Regions from separate parts of the Mus musculus genome. Here region 2 is linked to region 1. A link is a contact called in public Hi-C data. All regions are on one chromosome and are shown on one strand. Each heading gives the region's core, a stretch centred on a gene start, on an enhancer-like site or on the middle of the called end of the contact. The rest is flanking DNA. Distances are from core to core; before and after follow the strand shown.

Region 1 (4,474 bases), core at 438-2,937:
CACCATAACTTTTTCTGTCACCAGGTTCGTTTTTGCTAATCTTCATCTGCCACACATATACCACAAGGCACAGGGTGAGAAGTAGATTTTCTCAGTCATCTCTTAAGACTGCCCCACACTTCAGGGGCCACCATTTTCATGCTGCCATGTCAGGGGCTCAATCAGCACTAGAGTGGATAAAGATTAAAATATGAATCATTTAATAGATTCTTCCCTTGAGGGACTGAAGTCTAAGTCAGAACATGAACCTAGGACTTTCCATGACTCAAGTGAGAAACCAACCTCCTCCTGGATTTTAAGGCTAGGAGCCTAAACAATTAACATCTGAGCACAGGGGACAGGCTCCTGGGTTAAGGCGTCTGCTGCCAAGACTGACACAGCCTGAGTTCAATTCCCAGCAAGGAGAGAACCAATTGTGACAGGGAAGTTGTCCTCTGACCTTCATATGCACCTCTCTGTCTGTCTGTCTGTCTGTCTGTCTGTCTGTCTGTCTGTCTCTATCTCTCTGTCTCTGTCTCTCTCTCTCTTTCTATTTTGATAGCCAAGGTTTAGACTCTGATGTGAGAAGCTCAAGGGAAAGTACATGTGACAAGAGTCTCTTTGACTTAGTCCCTCACTAAGTGCTCATCCTCTAACTACATTTGGTTACAAATCGGAAAGGGGATGTGTAAGCATTCCCCACCCTGAGATCTTGGGGGTAGGGAGGACTGTATTCTGCGTGCTCCCTGTAATGTCATCCCTCCTCGTCCTCATGGATACAGACACTAAATCAGGGTGACCAGCCCCATTGCTTCACGACTGACCTAGCAGCTGGGTTCTTTGGTGCTGTGTTTTCTGAAGCCACAGGCCAAGTGCTTCCCCACCAGCAACAGAGCACATGAAGGCGATGTGACCCAAGGGAAAACAGGGCTCCTTCCTGTGCCCCCTGAAAGAGCAAGTGCTTAAGCATTTTGAGGTGTGTCGGGGAACGTGGAGATTTTTTTCCTCATCTTTCTAACGCTGGGATGGAAGCCAGGGCCTCTCACATGCCAGGCAAGCTCTCTCTTGCCACAGCCTCTTTCTGAACTCTTAAGACAGGGTCACTGAGTTACTCTATAGCTTAGGTAGGCATTGAACCTGCAGTCCTCCTGCCTCAGCCTCCCCGGGACTTAGAGTCACAGGCCCAAGCAGTTTGTGGTCCTTGAGAGACCTGCCCTCACCAGGGAAAGCCCAGCTTCCCATGCCCCTCCCTCTGTTTGCTAGCACGGTAAATGCTCTAGTCCTGAACTCTCTGGCTAGACCCCAGCCACTCTCCATGTCAGCGAGTTCTCTCAGAAACCACTGAGCCTGTCACTGAGGGCTTTGGGGCCAGGCCTACTCTAGGCTGCAGAGAAACAGCTGGGCATTAGAAGTCCTGAGCTGGAAGTATGTCTAGCCAGCAGCAAGGCAACGGCAGCCATACGAGGTCCCAATGTGTGGTGGGGTAGAGGAGAGAGTCCAGGAGGGTTTCTTAGACAAAGCTGTGCTGGGACCAGTTCTGGGAAAGGAAAATTAGCCTTTCGATCTTTGCCTATTCTCACTGATGGCTTTAAAGTGAGATTTCCAAGCTTCCTAGGCCATTTCTTGCTTCCCCAGTGGGGGTGATGACTAGGCTCCTCTCATGAAGCTTTGTGACAATTAAATGAGGAGCTGTGTCATCAGCGAAGTATCCAGTAAGTTCTGCCAGGCACTGTGGCAAGCAAGGGAGCCCTATGGAGACAGGCCAGTTTAGGTCCCGTGATGACTAGAGATTGGCAAACCAAGAGAGTTGGCTGCTCTAATGCTGCTGTATTGTGTGGGAGGAACAGTTTATGTTGGCCCATGGATTCAGCCTGTTGTTGTAGGAGAGGCATGGCAGAACAGCTTTGGGTGGTTTCTGCATGCGACAGAGGCTATTTGGACCATAAAGCACTAGGAAGCACAGAAGGCAATGGGAACCAGGGTCTGATTATAACCTTCAGTGTCTGTCCTCCACTAGGCCCCATGTATGAAAGTTCCAAAGTGCCCCCAAAGTAGCACTCAGCAGCTGATAGTACAAGGGCTTGTATGTAACACTTCAGACCGTAAGAAAAGCCCAGGCCTAAGTGACCCCACTGTGGTGTCTGGAGAGCCATCCCCTCCATATAGTTATGCTGCTATGATTATTAATAGCCACTATTTACTGACAACAAATGAACCGTGTATCACATACCTTGTATCCAAGATCACACTGATTCTTATAACACTTCTAGGAAGTAAGGATCATTAGTCTATACTGTAATGGTAAACTGAGGCACAAAAGAGGGAATTGTCTGGGTCATGTGGATCTTGGGTAGTCGAGAAAATACTGAATGTCTGGCTTCGTCTTGGAGAGTGAACCTGATGAGGGGCTGGTGTGGGATGGAGCAGGCTGATCCCCAGAGAGCTTGCAAGTAGGATGATGTTGGGCAACCGTTTAACCTCTAGGGCCTCAGTTTCCCCTGCTGGAAGATGGGGCTCTCACAGCTGCCCGCGGAACCTATATTGGGAACTAGCTGTGTTTAAACAGTATGGATTTTGTAAAGAGGGCTTATGAAGGGAGGCTGAGTAAGCATCTGCTGCCACTGCCTCCCTGCAGAGACTAGGATCTTGCCTCCAGTGGAGGAGGGCACCAATCCCAGCATTCAGTCTTTCCAGGGCCTTTGAACACAGAGTGAGGAGCACGTTACTAGCAACATTCATATTCCCAGTAGTTTCAGATCCTTGACATAAACTTTTGTTTGGGAATCTGCACCACACTGGCTCCTCAGTGGCTTCTTTCTCCACTCACTGGGGAACTGCCATTCCACCCGGTCCATGGTGGATGCTCTAGACTAAGGACCACCACATCATCTCCATCTTCTTCATTAAAGTCCTTTGTGGGCCATATGTTTTATTCCAGCTTGGCACCCTCAGTGAGGTCCCCTCTCATGAGACACAGAGGACATCAGCAAACACCTCCTTAAGGCTTCCAGGCAATCTGCTGAGCTGTGACATTTCTGGAGTTCAGAGTGGTCCTATGAGCCGAACTGAATGGGTTCTTTTCTCCTAACTCTGTCCCCATTCCCTGGTAACCTCTATAATTAGTTAATTATATTTAAATATCTACCTGGTTGGGCTATAATATGCAGAAATTTGGTCACACATCGTTTAGCTGTTTTCAGTGAAGGTATTTTTAGATGAGATTAACATTTACACTAACTGACTAAAGAATATCCTCACTGTGAGAATGGACTATATCCAATCCATTGAAAGTCTCTGCAGGGGTAGGAGGGTTACTCCAAGGAAGAAAAAATTCTGCCAGCAAACTGTTTTGAATTTGAACAGTTTCCAGGGTCTCCAGCTCACTGTTCTCATCTTCAGATTTTGAATTCCATCTATCCACTAGCAGGTGAGCCAGTTTTTTAAGATCTCTTTGTCTGGGAGTCAGAGGATAATAGGTGAGTCTTACCTTGATGTGATGGTTAATTGTCAACTTGACACAATCTAAAATCACCTAGGGAGAGAGTCTCAATGAGGGATTGTCTACATTAAGTTGGCTTATGGGCCTGTTTGTGGGGGATTGCCTTGATTAACATAGTTGATATTGGAAGACCCTGACTACTATGGGTGGCACCATTCCCTAGGCAGATGGTCCTAAACTGTATGAGTGGAGAAATCCAGCTAAGCACAGCAAAGAAGCAAAGAAGCATGCCTCCATCTATTTCTCTGAGTTTGACTATGGCTGTGATATATGAATAGTTGCTTGAAGTCCTTGCCTTGACTTCCCTACTGTAGGAGACTGTAACCAGGAATTCTAGGCTGAAATTATCCTCTCTCTTCCCTAAGTTGTTTTTGGTCATGATATTTTATCAACACAACAGAAATGAAACTAGAATACCCTGGCTTCTTCTTAATGGTGTAGGTATATGTGAGATCTGAAACCAGAACTTGAAAGCCCAAGTCAGTCAACACCATTCCTGAGCCTGAGTGCTGTGTGATCTGTAATTATGTATGGTATGTTTTCACTCATATATTACTTGTCTCCTATGCACAAGACCTGCATCAAATACTTGATACAAAGAAGAACAGTCCAGGATAGGATGGTACAAAAACTAGGCACCCAAACAGGGAAAACAAGAAAGTATATAATGGCCATCTGTGCCACGGTGTTTTACCTTGTTTTCAGTTGCTATAACAGAACACCTGATGCTGAGTAGTGCATCAAACAAAGAGGTTTGTTTGCCTCGTGTTTCTAGTGATGACTTCATGGTCCAGGCAGCACAGAGCCAACATCAGAGTGAGAGCCCAGGCTGTGTCACAACACAATAGAGAAAGAAAAGAAACTAGCTCCATGTATAAAAGGTTGAGAGAGTCCAGGCAGTTCTTAGTGCTTGGGACAGAACTGAGAACAGTAGTAGTCTCGAGAGCTAAACCGGAAGCCAAGCCACAGAAAGTTCCTCCCTACTGAATCTGAGAC
Region 2 (4,535 bases), core at 1,412-3,911, 440 kb after region 1:
TCTCTCTCTCTCTCTCTCTCTCTCTCTCTCTCTCTCTCTCTCTCTCTCTCTCTCTCTCTCTCTCTCTCTCTCTCTCCAGGGTGCCAAGGGCCACCAAGGATATCTGGGAGAGATGGGCATCCCCGGAGAACCTGGGCCCCCTGGGACCCCAGGTCCTAAAGGGTCCCGGGGCACCCTAGGACCAACGGTAAGGATCCGGGCTGAGGGAAGAGCACACGAATAGGGAGGGGTACTAGCTTCCCTATAAGAGCCACCCACCCCACTGTTAAAGAATCCCTAGGTTTCATGTCCCAAGGCACCTCGTTTCTGAACTCCCCAAGGATACAGCCTTGAATACACAGTCATGGCAGGCAAAACACATCTTGCAAACTACAGGCTGCAGTAGGTCCCTGGTGCTTTCTGTGAATGGACACTGGGTGATCAAATCCCTGAGGGAAGAAGGATCCAGATTCCCTGGAACAGGGTGAGGGGCTGCAGGTGTCTGAGTGGCTGGGAGAGAGTCCTAGGGCCCTGCTAGATTATCCTGAGGCAGAGATCCACGTGTATGAGAGCTGAGATGAGAGAGGACACCATCGCGGAGCAGAGGTAGGGTCGTGGCATCTCTGAGCAAATGGAGCAGTAGTACCCTTTCATATGGTATGAAAGCTTTCAGTGGTGGCTTCCTGCGATGTGTGTCATCACAGGGTAAAAGCTGGGGAGATACACAGGAGTGTCCATTAGATGGCACTTTGCCTGGAATCCAGGCTCAGGTAATGCAAACATGGGTAGCAGTTTGCTGGAAGAAGCAGAGTAGGAAAAGGCCCCTTCTTAATAATACTTATTTAACAGGAAGTCTCAGAAGTTTAAGCAGTAATAGCAGCTGAGCTCAGACAGCTATTAAGGGTCTGAAAAAATGTCACCTACATCTTTATAAACCATGGGAGCATAGAGTAGGGAGGGCTAGGGAGGTAGGGGCCTGGGAGGAGGCCTCTTGCTTTTCACCTTGTCCGCCTTGGTTCAAGATATCATATAGGTGCAAGGCTGCTGAGCTGAGTGGCTGGAGCCAGGGGAAGGAGTCACTATCATGTTCCCACTGCGGGAAGTGTACTATATACCAACAAGGGTCTTCTTCTTTCTAGGGTGCTCCAGGACGGATGGGAGCCCAAGGAGAACCAGGATTGGCCGGTTATAATGTAAGTGACACACATTTAGGGGAATCTCCTCCTCACCCTCTGGAACTTTTCCTGCATGCTGAACTCAGTCCTTCTCACCAGAGACGGGCGATGTGGGTCCCATAGCCTCAGGGAACTCCTGGACCCTTAGATTTGGGTGGAGGCAAGGGTAAAATTAGAGTGATGGGGCAGAGAGAGTTCCAGTACCCACTGGAGATCTAGAGGCTCCCTGCTGGTCGGGTGCAGGTCCCTAAAGAGAGAGCATCGTGTTCCCAGAACCTCCATGCACATCCAGGAGATGAAGGCTCAGAAAGGACAGGCTTGGTTAGAAAGGAATGAGGGCTCAGAGCCGTTAGAGAACACATGCGCAGGCCAGGTCTGGCAGCTTAGTGCTTTTGGGAGTGGAGACCACACCCAGCCTCAGTGGCCTTTGCCAGACTCAGGGACTGCAGGAGACAGACAGGAGAGAGAGAAGGGAGAAAAGAAAGAACAAATGAGAGGGGATGGAGGACTAGAGAGGCAGGGAGGACTCTAGAGGGACTACAGAGGCTCAGAGTTGCCTGCCATAGCAGGATGGCTTTTTCCCATAACTCTGCCAAGGTAGCTTCCCCTCCTTTGGACCCCAGTTTGCCCCCAGGGCACCACAGTAGGGCTCTATTATCTAAGTTGGCACAGGATTGGAAGTGTGTCTGGGATCAACAGGCATATCTGGAAAACCAGGGCCCGGAGAGGTGCAGGGCGGGGGTGGGATCCTCTTATACTGTCCCATGTCCCCGTCTCTGAGTCCCCGTCCTTTGTCATCTGTCTCTCATATCCTCAAATTCTCTTCAGTTCCCTCCATTTTGTTTGCCTACAGGGACACAAAGGCATCACAGGACCCCTCGGGCCTCCCGGGCCCAAAGGCGAGAAGGTAGGTATTGCATCTTTAAGCAGTAGCTAGAGTCAAGGTCAGCTCTGGGGCTATGGGGATGGGGTCACATGGTGCAGGACATAGTATCCCTGCACTCATGGCTTTAGGGTCACCTGGCAGAAATGAACAGTTGTGCCACCACCAAGTCCCTGTTACTCCCCTATGCTTGTGAAAGGGACATTGGAACTACACAGGGAGAACTCACTCAGTGTGGGGAGGAGGGACACAGAAGAAGGAGAAGGCTCAGGAGGAGGGCCCCAGGGATGTGTGCCCTTCCATTAGGGCTCTGGAATTGGAAGAAACTATGGGGAGGTGCAGCAGGGAAAGCTGGGCTGGGTGTGAACACTGTTCACAGCAAGGAGCGCATGAGGGCCCGAAGGTATAAGGAATGGCTTTTGGGTCACATCTCCAGCAATGCCCAGTAGACCTGGAACCAGAACTCTGGGTTCCCCTGTCCTCCCTCCTCCTCCTCCTTCCGGTCCTCTCCCTCCTCGTGGCTGGAAGGCTTCCTAGCAGGCTGCATCCCTGCCTCCTTGTCCCTGGCCTCCCCAACCGTCCTTTCTTTTGCCGACTCAGCTTCCCACTAACTAAGTCCCGCTGTGGTGAGTCACACTGACTTGGCGTGCTGTCCTCCAGCCCCTCCTCCTGCCTGCATGAGTACAGATCTACAAGTCTAGCGTCCCAGGCCCTGGCATGGTCCCTGAGAGCCTGTAGGGAGCACACTCAGACCCTCTGCTCTCCTTAGCCATCATAAAGCTGCCAGGGATGACACAAACTCTGGGGCCAGGTGGAGACAGCACCCCAAGTGCCACTACCTAGGGTCAGAGGCAATCCCCACAATGTGGATTGGCATACAGTAGAGGGCCATGACATCACTAAGTGACATAATGCAGTAAGACTGCTGTCACATGCATAGCTCATTGTTGCTCTGTGGCTCATGAGTGCCCCACAATGAACAGCTGGCCACAGACTGGCCAGGGCTGGGGGGAGGAATGGGTTGCAAGGGAGATTTGTGGAAGTCCTGCTCTTTTCCCAGGATTTCCCTGTCATTGCTGTACAGAGCAGGTGGGTGAACCCAGCCTCTTGGTGCGTAAGGGCCAGCTCCCAGATAGCAGGTAAAGGGTGCTGCGGAGCCCTCTTCCTCTAGCCAGAACTCGACCCAGAGTGTGAGTCCAGTCTGTACTTGTGGCTAGGATCCTTTGTCTATACCAGTGGCCAGAGCGAGGGGGTCACAAGGTTCCTCCGCCTCCTTTCCCTAGTCTATAAAGTGGGGGTGAGGGAAACATTGCAGGGTTGCTGTAGAATCTGCAAGACAATATATAAAATGAATCTTGGCATGCCTAACAAAAGACTGTCTGGTCAACTCAAGTGCCCACCGGAGACTTTGAGGTCCCGTTGCCCTGTGCAGCTGCATTTCAGCCATCTGCAAAGCTGCCAAGAACTCATCCTACAGTTGGGCCAGGGCCTAAGGTGGCCTGCCGTGGCCGCAGGTCTCCACTGTAGTCTCTGCTCCTCTTTCAGCCTGCCCTAAGTGTCCATGTGGCATGTGGACACTGTTGCCACTATTACCTACAATGGTAGTTTTGACCGTTGGTCTCAGTCTGCCTGCCTACGGAGGCTGGCCTTCATCCCTGAGGAAGGCACCTTCCCGCCTGCAGTTCACTAACTCCCAGAGTGGCCTTTGCCTAATGCTGGTTCTGTGGTGTCCACAGGGGGACCAGGGCGAGGATGGCAAGACCGAGGGGCCCCCTGGGCCACCAGGAGATCGGGTAAGTTCCCGTTCTGTTCCCCCTGGCCTGCGGGTCAGGGCTAGGCTGCTGAGAACCCATGGAATGGGTGGCTCATGGTTATCCATTGCCCCTGTCCTTCAGGGTCCTGTGGGTGATCGAGGAGACCGTGGGGAGCCAGGCGACCCTGGATACCCTGTAAGTATCAGAGCTCTACCTTTGGGGAGTGTAGAGATAGTGGGAAAGGGGAAGCCAGTCTGGACTGGACACAGACTCCTGCCTCTGCCTGCCTTTCTTCACTAGTCATAAGGAGCAGAAAGCAGCCCACTATGAAACCAGGTTAATACCATGAAGGAAAGACCCAGACTCTCCTGAGGGTCCTCTCCTGAAGGTTTTGGGGACAGAAACAATCCACACAACTAACAGATTGGCTGACTTTCCTTCCAGCATGGTCCTGTGTAATGACTTCTTCTTGGGGGTGAAGGGACGGGGCTGGCTCAGTTTCCCCATTTATGTCTTCCTAGCAGAAGCAACTGCTACATTCCCCTCTATTCAAGCGGGACTTAGAGGGTCAATGATGTGGCCACCGGATTCCCCGGCCACTTCTGAGGGGCCCTCACCTGTCTCTCCTTCGCTTTCAGGGTCAAGAGGGAGTTCAAGGCCTCCGTGGAGAACCGGGCCAGCAGGGACAGCCTGTGAGTCCTGTGTCTTCTGCTATAAGCAGGGTGGAGCATCAGAAACAAGCTC

Evidence for each region. Hi-C and Micro-C count contacts between places; a contact is called where the count stands out from the background.
Region 2: a Hi-C map of muscle stem cells shows a contact between it and region 1, with 2.3 times the contacts expected there. The contact joins two enhancer-like sites. A contact is called at or near these places in 1 of 39 promoter capture datasets (hippocampal neurons), 10 of 484 Hi-C or Micro-C datasets (B cells, bone marrow-derived macrophages, cerebellar granule neurons and 6 more) and 3 of 9 other capture datasets (adipose tissue, embryonic stem cells and pancreatic islet).

What each region holds. Positions count from the first base shown.
Region 1 is chr4:62,877,349-62,881,822 of GRCm38.p6, forward strand. No RefSeq gene overlaps it. Among named protein-coding and RNA genes, the nearest start is that of Gm25391, 60 kb to the right of the region's middle. Within about 2 kb of position 1,688, at least 39 of the 459 cell types and tissues checked have an H3K27ac peak or open chromatin away from gene starts, as enhancers often do. A contact at or near this core is called in muscle stem cells, where this site is marked.
Region 2 is chr4:63,313,555-63,318,089 of GRCm38.p6, forward strand. Col27a1 (collagen, type XXVII, alpha 1) reads left to right here. Exons shown (of 61, transcript NM_025685.3): 39 at 80-187; 40 at 1,119-1,172; 41 at 2,008-2,061; 42 at 3,774-3,830; 43 at 3,933-3,986; 44 at 4,430-4,483. Among named protein-coding and RNA genes, the nearest start is that of Orm1, 29 kb to the right of the region's middle. Within about 2 kb of position 2,662, at least 81 of the 459 cell types and tissues checked have an H3K27ac peak or open chromatin away from gene starts, as enhancers often do. A contact at or near this core is called in muscle stem cells, where this site is marked.